2 separate regions of the Ovis aries genome follow, and region 1 is linked to region 2. The links are chromatin contacts, called in public Hi-C maps. All regions are on one chromosome and are shown on one strand. Each heading gives the region's core, a stretch centred on a gene start, on an enhancer-like site or on the middle of the called end of the contact. The rest is flanking DNA. Distances are from core to core; before and after follow the strand shown. Region 1 holds the start of NAPG (NSF attachment protein gamma). Region 2 overlaps LOC114110457 (a long non-coding RNA gene).

Evidence for each region. A called contact is a pair of places that touch in the nucleus more often than the background predicts.
Region 1: a contact with region 2 is called in a Hi-C map of hypothalamus, with 4 times the contacts expected there. The contact joins the promoter of NAPG here to the enhancer-like site in region 2. A contact is called at or near these places in 6 of 16 Hi-C or Micro-C datasets (hypothalamus, liver, mixed tissues and 2 more).

The regions. Positions count from the first base shown.
Region 1 is chr23:42,685,913-42,690,514 of ARS-UI_Ramb_v3.0, forward strand. NAPG (NSF attachment protein gamma) reads left to right here and starts at 2,544. Exons shown (of 12, transcript XM_042239278.2): 1 at 2,544-2,870; 2 at 4,473-4,540. It overlaps LOC105604488 (a long non-coding RNA gene), which reads right to left and starts at 2,359. Exons shown (of 2, transcript XR_003586653.3): 1 at 1,498-2,359; 2 at 1,199-1,407.
Region 2 is chr23:42,468,833-42,473,505 of ARS-UI_Ramb_v3.0, forward strand. It overlaps LOC114110457 (a long non-coding RNA gene), which reads left to right. Exons shown (of 2, transcript XR_009598158.1): 2 at 1-1,056. Among named protein-coding and RNA genes, the nearest start is that of VAPA, 62 kb to the left of the region's middle. Within about 2 kb of position 3,424, at least 12 of the 54 cell types and tissues checked have an H3K27ac peak or open chromatin away from gene starts, as enhancers often do. A contact at or near this core is called in hypothalamus, where this site is marked.

The DNA.
Region 1 (4,602 bases), core at 1,294-3,793, 220 kb after region 2:
CCGCTCAGCGGGCAGACAGGGAAGGGCAGCAGCGCCGCTCAGCGGGCAGACAGGGAAGGGCAGCAGCGCCGCTCAGCGGGCAGACAGGGAAAGGCAGGCCGGGGGGGTTGGAGGACCTGGTGGGGTGGATGTGGCCACGGCCCCTCTGTGAACCTTTTCTTATTTTTTAGTGCGCGCCCTACCGTAGTGCTGCTATTCTATCTCCTTAGCTACCGAAAATCTCGAGAAAACAGGTCTTTCAGCTGCTTTTGCAATCCCAGTGCAACTGTGGGCTTGACATCTCCACCTTTGAGTGAAATCTCCTATGGTACATATTTTATGAGTACTTTCTTAGCTTCTCTGTTAACATGTATTAACTGTTCATCAGGCAAGTAGCTGGAAGTTGTATTTAAGAGAGAGATGTGTTCCTGAAGATTTTCAAACACAGTTCAAACTTTGGCTAGTTGTAGGCAGATCTCAGGAAGTTGTGTGGGCTCACTGGTGCCCTCTGTTCCTGGAAGGGCCAGGCGGCCTCTCCCTCTCCACGGGCTGCCAGCTTCCTAGCTTTACCAGCAGTGCTCCTGGGCCGGACTGACCCTGGCTCAGGCCTTCACTGGGCAGGTCACCTGCCTGAGAAGGTAACCATGCCCACCTGGACAGGTGCGCTTTTCCAGGTCCCTCCTTCTATTCTGTTCCTCCCCCGTGGCCGCTCCGACCACCACCCCCGCTGCATGTAGCGTCCCCTCCACATTGGTTTATTTAGCGTGTCTCTGCTCCCGGATCACACCTGCCCCCTCCCCGGGGGTGGGGTACAACCTGGAGCATCCACTCCACAAAGATTTGTTGAGTGAATGCCTCAAGAGCAAACAGGATAAACCCAAGTGGCATCTGCTTCTTCCCAACACCATCACGTTGAGGGCTTCTGGAGGAATTTTTCACTTGGAAGATGCATGTTATTTATTATTTTTTTAAACTTCATAGAAAAAAGTCGTGTTAATATTTTAAATTATATTATTTCAAATTTCTTAATTGACATTTGCACAAAATATAGCCACATGAATATATTCTCCTTGCAAGAGAGTTAAACTATTATAATTTAAGGCTAAAGTCCTTTTTACAAATACACCTATGGGATGCGGTATTAAAAAGAGACTTTTCACAGGGTGGAACTAGGTCATCTCCAAGCAGTCCAACAAAATACAGAGTAGGACTCCACGAAGCCAAGTCAGTAGGTGGTTTTATTCCCTTTTATTCAAAGGGAACAAGGGACTTCCCTGGTGGTCAGTGGTTAAGACACTGAGCTTCCAATGCAGGGGGAACAGGTGCAATCTCTGATTAGGGAACTAAGATACTTCATGCCACGCTGTGCAGCAGTTTCTTCTCCGTCTTGAGTGATGCTCATCAAGAGGACTGTGCTGGTTCAAGCACCTGCGAAAGTGACTTATGTTGGACATCAATACTGTAGATCGTCCCAGCTCTACTGCACTCAGAGCTCTTGGGCAGCACTGCATAACTTACCTACAACATAGTGAGAGCATCGCTTTTATGTGAAAAGTTCAGTAAGAAAGCAAAACCGAATTTGACCCTGTCATCCAATGTCATCATCTCTTTTGTTTGGGTACTTCCAGGTTGTAAAAGCACGTGCACGTAGTGCCACCTGGTGTTCCTAGGCGGAACTGCAGGACACAGAGCCCACAGGCCTCTGACCGCAGAACCTGAGAGAGGGGGGAGAAAGCCACTTGACAGCCCGCTTCAATCAAACCTAGTAAACTCTCAAGCCCAACTTTCAAATTATTAGTGAAATTTCAAAAAAGCCCCATATGCAGTAAAGTTCACTGTGATTTTTTCTTTAAAAACATTTGGAAATCTATAATCCGTCCATGCACCTAAATGGGCGTAATGTGAGTTATTATTAATACAATACACTTGACCCTTAAACAACATGGGATGAATTGTGTGGGTCCACTTATATGCTGGAACCACCGTGAGTCGTGGGTCGGCAGCTGGTTTGCTAGTATTTCTGCGAATCCCTTGCCCCCGACCTTCAACCGCTGCGCACTGATGAGCATCAGCCCGTGGTTACCCAGCAGTGACCCGGACGCACAGTCGAGTTTGCAGATTGACTGACAGACGTTTGGCCCAGATGTAGGATGAATGATCCAGACTGTTCCGGCCGAAAAAGGAAAGGAACAGATCGCAACGCCCACGCGCATTCTTGGGAGAGGGAGGTGAGGTCCACCGGCGTGGGGTCCGGCCTGTTGCACTCCCTGCAGACCTGCCGTGGTTAGAACCGCACCTGATACATAACAGGTGCTCAACACACCTGAGCTCAACCCCGGCAATAGATGCACGAACCTCCTTCTCTACCCACCGCGCCTGCGCAGGAGCCACGCGTGCGACCATTCCGCGCGCTCTGCGCCTGCACAACGTCTGCGTGCATAACGTCTGTCTGCATAGCGCCTACGCGGCTTCCGGGCCGCTTCGCTGCGCTAGGTTTGAGCCCTGTGAGCCCCGGTAGTACGGCGGCGGCGCCGTCCCGGCCTCCTCTTCGGCGTTCCCACGCCCACTCGGCGGGCTCTCGGCCTCCACGTCAGGGCCGCGCCGCGGAGATGGCGGCTCAGAAGATAAACGAGGGGCTGGAACACCTGGCCAAAGCAGAGAAATAGTGAGTGAGGGGCCCAGCGCGGCCTTGGGCGAGCGCCGGGGTCGGCGCCTCCTAGGCCAGTCTGAGTCAGCACCAGGTGGGGGGCTCTGCCGCGGGGGCGGAGCCGGGCGGACGGGGTGGGGCCGCCGCGCCCCGGAAGCGCTGCCTTCCGCCGCCGGAAGTGGGCGTGCCTTGGGCGGTGGGGGCGCTGCCGGGTCCGAGCGCATCTCTCTGTATCTTCGCGCAGGTGCTCCTGGTTCCTGGCTCTTTGGGCAGTTACCTGGCCCAACTATGTTTTAAAATCTCTAGCTTTTCCCAAGTGTAGCAACAAGATGACTTAACGGATGTGTCTTGTCTTTGGTGGAATTTTAAAAGTTCTGGTGGACAATGGGGCTTCCCAGGTGACTCAGTGGTAAAGAATCCATCTGACAGAGCTGGAGACGCGGTTTCCACCCCTGGGTCAGGAACCCTGGAGAAGGGAATGGCAACCCACTCCGGTATTCTTGCCTGGAGAATCCCAACGACAGAGGAGCCTGGCCGGCTACAGTCCATGGGGTCACAGAGAGTCGGACACGACTGAGTGCGCGCGAGCGCACACACACACACGGTGGAAAATATAATGAGGACTTCGGGGTAGGGATGGGGATTAGAATTTTGCTTTATTGCGATGCTTTCTCAATTTTGTGGATTAGAGTAGACAAGCTGCATTTTAACCGTTTTGTTTTTCTTAGCTTGAGAGTTGTTTACAAATTTGAACCTTACAGTAGAGTTACACAAACATAAACTTTAATTGGCAAATTAAAAGGAACACAAGAAAGGCTGAACGTCTGCAGGCTATAGGGGCTTCCCCCTCTCTCAGTTAAGGTGCCCCCCTGATTCCTTGGCTTTCACTAACTGAATTCAGAATTTAAGATGGTGTTTTATTTAGCAATTCTTATGCACACCCAGTGTTCTTGCCTGGAGAATCCCAGGGACGGGGGAGCCTGGTGGGCTGCCATCTATGGGGTCGCACAGAGTCGGACACGACTGAAGTGACTTAGCAGCAGCAGCAGCAGCAGCATGCATACCTAAGTTTGACAGTCACAGGGTTAGTTTAAGCTGTAAGTCTGAAGTTACAGAAAGCATCAACGGAAAGGACACGGAGATGTGGGCTCAGGATCGATTGGCCTGTGGTCCTGGAGAGCAGCTGCTCTTGTTCTCCAGTCCCGCTCTCCTCCCCATGTTGCCCTGCCCTCTGGTTGCCCTTGCTGTCCACTGCAGCTCATTGCAGACTTCCTGCTGCCGCCCTCTGTCCCTCTGAGGGTTTGTCTTTCTGGCCTCGCTCTGCAGTCTCCTTGGAGGATCTTAACTGGGCGCTGGTGTGGCCTGTGTTGATGGCTCAGGTTATCTGTGCCTCTCCTGAGCTGCAGTCTCAGGAATCCAGCTGCTCACTGCGGTACCTCGACTGTCCCAGGCTTTAGTGCACCTCAGGGCTTGTTACACCCTGGATGCTGCTGATGCTACCCTGTTTCCGGTTCAGCAGGGCTGGGGGAGGCTTAACAATTCATACATTTCTAGCGAGCTAGCAGCAAATACTGGCACTGCTCGTCTGGGGACCAGGCAGTGATTACCTCAACTCTCCTTGGATGTTATGTAGACATTTCAGAAGGGGGAGACCATGTCTGTGACAGTGGGAGGGAAAGTGATGAAGTGTGTCCAGGAACTTTGGATGGAGGTAGACTAATGGGGACTTTCCAGTTGATGGTTCCCCTCTCTCCCTATTTACAGACCTACAAAGTCCTTACAAGCAGGGTTCTGACTTAAGAATGTGGTTGATAACTTCTGTTAACTGTATCTTCCTTTCATTTAGCCTGAAAACTGGTTTTTTGAAATGGAAGCCGGATTATGACAGCGCTGCTTCTGAGTATGGAAAAGCAGGTATCTGTGACAGTTGTCCTGCCTCCTGCAGTGTGTTATGTTGGTCTCAGCATAATTCTCAC
Region 2 (4,673 bases), core at 2,174-4,673:
TACATGCTTGCATCTCAAGAGGATGTGGCCAACGATGAAACAAGTCCCTGAAATAAAAGTATCTAAAGGCAGAATCATCTTGAAAATATCAACTATGACTTAAAATATTTAAGCTGTCTCACAATGTTTATGATGTGATTTTAGACTTTGGGATGGGCAAAGGCGCCAAGATGAGCAAATAAAGCCATTAAGACTTTTGCAGTGTGGAATGAAAAGATGGGAAAGGGTGATATTATATAGTTGATGCAATCATAAGATGCTTCAATCGGCCTAATGCTCAACCTAGAGACCAGAAGGGAAGTTCAGGACTGATCAGATGTTTCAATGTACTGAGCGAAGTAACCTTTTGTAGAATGTGAATCACTATAAATACACAGAAGACTAACTCAGCCAGGAACTGAGCTGTGGGACGCTGGGGTAGGCAGTCCTGTCCCTCTGCGTCACTACTCCTCCTCTGTGGCCAGTGAGCCTTTCCAGTCACTCCTCTGTGGCAGAACCTCAGTGCAGAGAGGCAGATGGGTTTGCTGACCGGCTTGATTTCCTGTCTCAGATCATGGACCCGCAGCACACGCTCCTCTGTTCACTAGCGAGCTCCCTGGTGCGCAGGATTTCCCTTTCTCAGCTCTGAAAGCTCAATCCCAGCACGGTTCCTGTCAGACACAGAGTTCAACATTTTCCGGACTGGATATACATTTATTCAAGCACGACTCAATTTTCACCTTCTCTCCTCATTTATTCTTTCAGAGACCACACCTGCAGGTCTGGTTTGCAGCTAGAATAGGAAAGGATATGGGTTTCCATGGAATGAAGACGTGTCAGAGCGAGCAGCCAGGTGGCAGAGAATAAGGGAAAACAGACAAGGACCTGAGAAGCTCTCTAAGGTAAACCAGCTGAACAGAACACTCAGAGATAAGAGGTGTGGTTAATGCAGAAACTGCTGAGCAACGTGAGAGTGCAAGCCTGCAAGGAGCTGACACTGGCACTTGGACTGTGTCTGTGTTCGTCCATGGGGACTGTAAACACATGATCTTATTAAGAATCTTCCATTTCTAGCCTATTATTTTCTCCCTTGAGTGTCACCTTTTCTCTCTGCCTGGTGTCCCAACTCCTGGGTACCAGCGTCTAGGGCATCTGCAGCTCCTAGCTGGGATGTTTATGGGGTGTCCGACGCCCAGGCACCAAGAGCTCTTCCTGTCTCTAGGGTTAGATACTCAAAGACAGAAAGCCGAGCGCCAAGACCTGTGCATGTGACTGAGTTAGAGCATTCAAGAGCTTTGTGCCTGGACCTTGTTACCTTAGCTCCCCACAGAAAAGCAGTCGCTGAATTAAGATTTAATGTCACATCTTCAGTTTTCACAGAGGGCAGCTGACACAGAAATGCATGTTTGAAGAACAAACCGGGGTCTTTCAGAGAAGCAAAGAGGAGGACTTCATCACATTACCCAAAGTACACGAAGGTTTACTTAAGAACTTGCAGAGCAGAGAAAGCTCTGCTCCCAAGATGAATCTTCTGTTCACCTAACAGTGACAAGTAGATCCTGCATTGTCACAGGGGACTCGGGACTGGGTGCCCAGTGGCTGCATCCCCACGCCCCATGACCTGGTGCTGTCTGTCTGTCTGCTCTTCAATCAGACTTTGACTCTAATTTTACTATTGGTTTTTCTGTTGTATATTGTGTATACATCCAGGAAGATCCCCTGGAGAAGGAAATGGCAACCCTCTCCAGTATTCTTGCCTGGAGAATTCCATGGACAGGGGAGCCTGGAGGGCTATAGTCCCTGGGATCGCAAAGAGTCGGACACGACTAAACAACATGTATTAATGACAAAACAACAAGCAACATATGGTGGTTAATTTTCCAAGTTGTCTCAGATGTTCACGGCTATGTGCGCATGTGTTCTTTTTCCAATTCTCTACCCACCTGCCTACCTGCTTACCTTCTTACTTCCTTACCCACCTGCCTTCCTACTTAACCACCTGCCAACCTGCTTACTTACTATCTACCTTCTTACTCACCTACTCACTATCTTCCTAACCATATGGTGCCCCAGAGGTGCTCAGCTGAATTCAAGGAAGAACATGAAGAGATTGTGCCGTGCTGTGCTCGTTTCATTCGTGTGTGGCTCTTTGCGACCGTACAGACTGTAGCCCATCAGGCTCTGTCCATGGGATTCTCCAGGCAAGAATACGGGAGTGGGTTGCCATGCCCTCCTCCAGGGGATCTTCCCAACCCAGGAATCGAACCCGTCTCCTGCATTGGCAGGCAGATTCTTTACCACCAGCACCACCTGGGAAGCCCTATCCACCTCCAGGTATAGCAGCCCTATTACCTCCAGGTAATTCCAACATGTCTTCCTGGGGGTGGGGGTGGGGCTGCTGATCTGTTTGTCTTCCAGTGCAGAAAGATAATATGACGGAATGCATGGCAGAGGCCTTTGGAAACAAATGTGAGTGTTCTCGCTCTTATCTAGAGGGAAATGCCAGCTCCACAGTGTAATCAGCTTAGAATACAAATCAGATAGTCACAGGCATGCCTGAGCCCTTCTACAAGATTGAGACAAATCAAGGTCAAAGAGAATGAGTAACAGACGTTCGAGAGATGCTGGGGCCCTAAAAGTGCTTTTCATCTCTGACTCAGAAAAAATTATCAGCTGGGATGAGAGAAGTGGCCACTCCCAAGGAAGCTAGTGCCCTTGTCCTAAGGTGACCGCTTGAGCAGAAGGAGCCCCGGGAGCGGCCGCCTCCCACCGGGGGTTCTGAACTCGCTTGCCTTCCCTTGTCAGGACAGGCCCGTCACGTGTCACTGCACGACCGTGCTGCTGGGGGACAGACATGGGGACGGGCGTTTCAGGGAGTGAGTCCTGTTAAGGTGGGGATGCTGACGTGGGGAGAGGGCTACCAGATTTAGAAACAAAGAAACAAACTCCCCAAACCAATAAAGACAAACAAAACTCCCCCAGACCAAATGCCCAGATACATTGATTTCAGATGAATGATGAAAAGTTTTTAGGATAAGTATATCCCGTGAAACATTTGAGATGTGCTTATACCAAAGCACTGTTGGTTGTGAACCTGAGCTCCACTCCCGTGGGTGTCTGCATCCCATCTGGTGGCCCTGTTTGGCGGGGAGCAGGGCAGACTCAGTCTGTGAAGGAACCCCACACTGGCAGGCAGGACCGTGTGCATCTCTGTCTTCCTCACGGAGCGCAGTTCCCGGCAGGGCCTGCCCACCGTGGGAGGGCAGCACCAGTCCCAGCCTTCTGCTCTCCTTCACGGGGAGCTTCCTGGGGAGAAGCAATCAAAGGACCGAGCCTTCGCTGCATGGTGTGTGGTTGTGGGCTTGGCCTGTGGTCTATCCAGGCACAGCTGACCATCTAAAGGGATGCAGACAGTTCAGGGGCAAGTGGGGTCCTGCACTCCAGGGCTCTGCTGTCGGCCGCCTGGGGGCAGCAGAGGGCAGTGGACGCCTGGCATCTGAGTGAGGGGTGGGGTGCCCCCAGGCCTCTGAGTGACCCCGTGGATGCCTGGATGGTTCCAGGCAGCAGGGCAGGCCTGTGAGCCTCTGAAGGACTCAGAGAGCTGGGGGTCTAGTGGACAAATGCAGAGCCCTGGGCCCACGATGGGGCATCTCTGCTTTGACCTGACCCCCTTGGCGCAGAGGAGCCGGAGAGTGCTACCCAGTGTCCAGTGGATGCTACGGGCCCAGGGGGCCCTCTGGGGAACGTGGATGGTGTGTGTGAGGGAGGCAGGGGTGGCCCCATGCAGGGGAAGGAGAGGGGGCAGAGGGGAGAGGGCGGCCCTGGACTCGGCAGGTTTGTAGGGTTAAATCCTGAACTTTGATAACTTTAGGAAATGATGCATTTTATGGACAAGTTAGGGGATATGCATAAGCAAAGGAAGACGGAAGGAAAGTCCATCCAGGCCCTTTTCTCCGTCATGACCACAGCTGTGGCTGGAATCACTAGTCTCAGACTTCCTCTGTGGACTCAACTTGTTTTATTTTTACAAAACTTTAGTCACTCCACCCGTGCTGTTAAGATCCCCGTTTTATCCTCAGTACTACAGGATGGGCGTTTTCCATGGAAGTACTCATCCTAAGATAACTTTCACGGTTATACCCAGTTGCACGGCCACTGTGCTGATTTGTGTCACCCCTGCCGCCATACCCTGCCTTCTCTGGTGTTTGGATGGACCGGGTTTCCTGGGGACTGGGTTTCCTGGAGACCAGGTAGGAGCTTTTTCTGGAGGAGGGGCCGGCAGAGAAGGAGGTCTGGACGCCACGTGGCCACCGTAGGGAGAGAGGATCCTACAGCCAGACCTGGGGCCATGGTCAGCTTCCGCTCAGCGTCCGTGCCTTTAGCTCTGTGGGGCTTGTTCACCTGACCGTGCCCTACAAGCTTAAGGTATGAGTTCACATCCCCACTCAGAGGAACATCTGATGGGGACTCAGGAGGGAAAAGCTGTGTGTGCTGGCCAGGCGGGAGGATGCAGACCTGGAGGAAGAGATAAGGTTACACGCCCCAGGCCCCACCGCTGGCGTGTGGAGCCTTTGATAATCAGCTCCAGCATCTCTTTCATGTCACTGAGCACAGAATGAGGCTCCATCAAAAAGCCTCCTTCAGAGAAGAAACTGGAACAGGCTGGACGGCGGAGCAGAGCTGGGAGGGGCAGG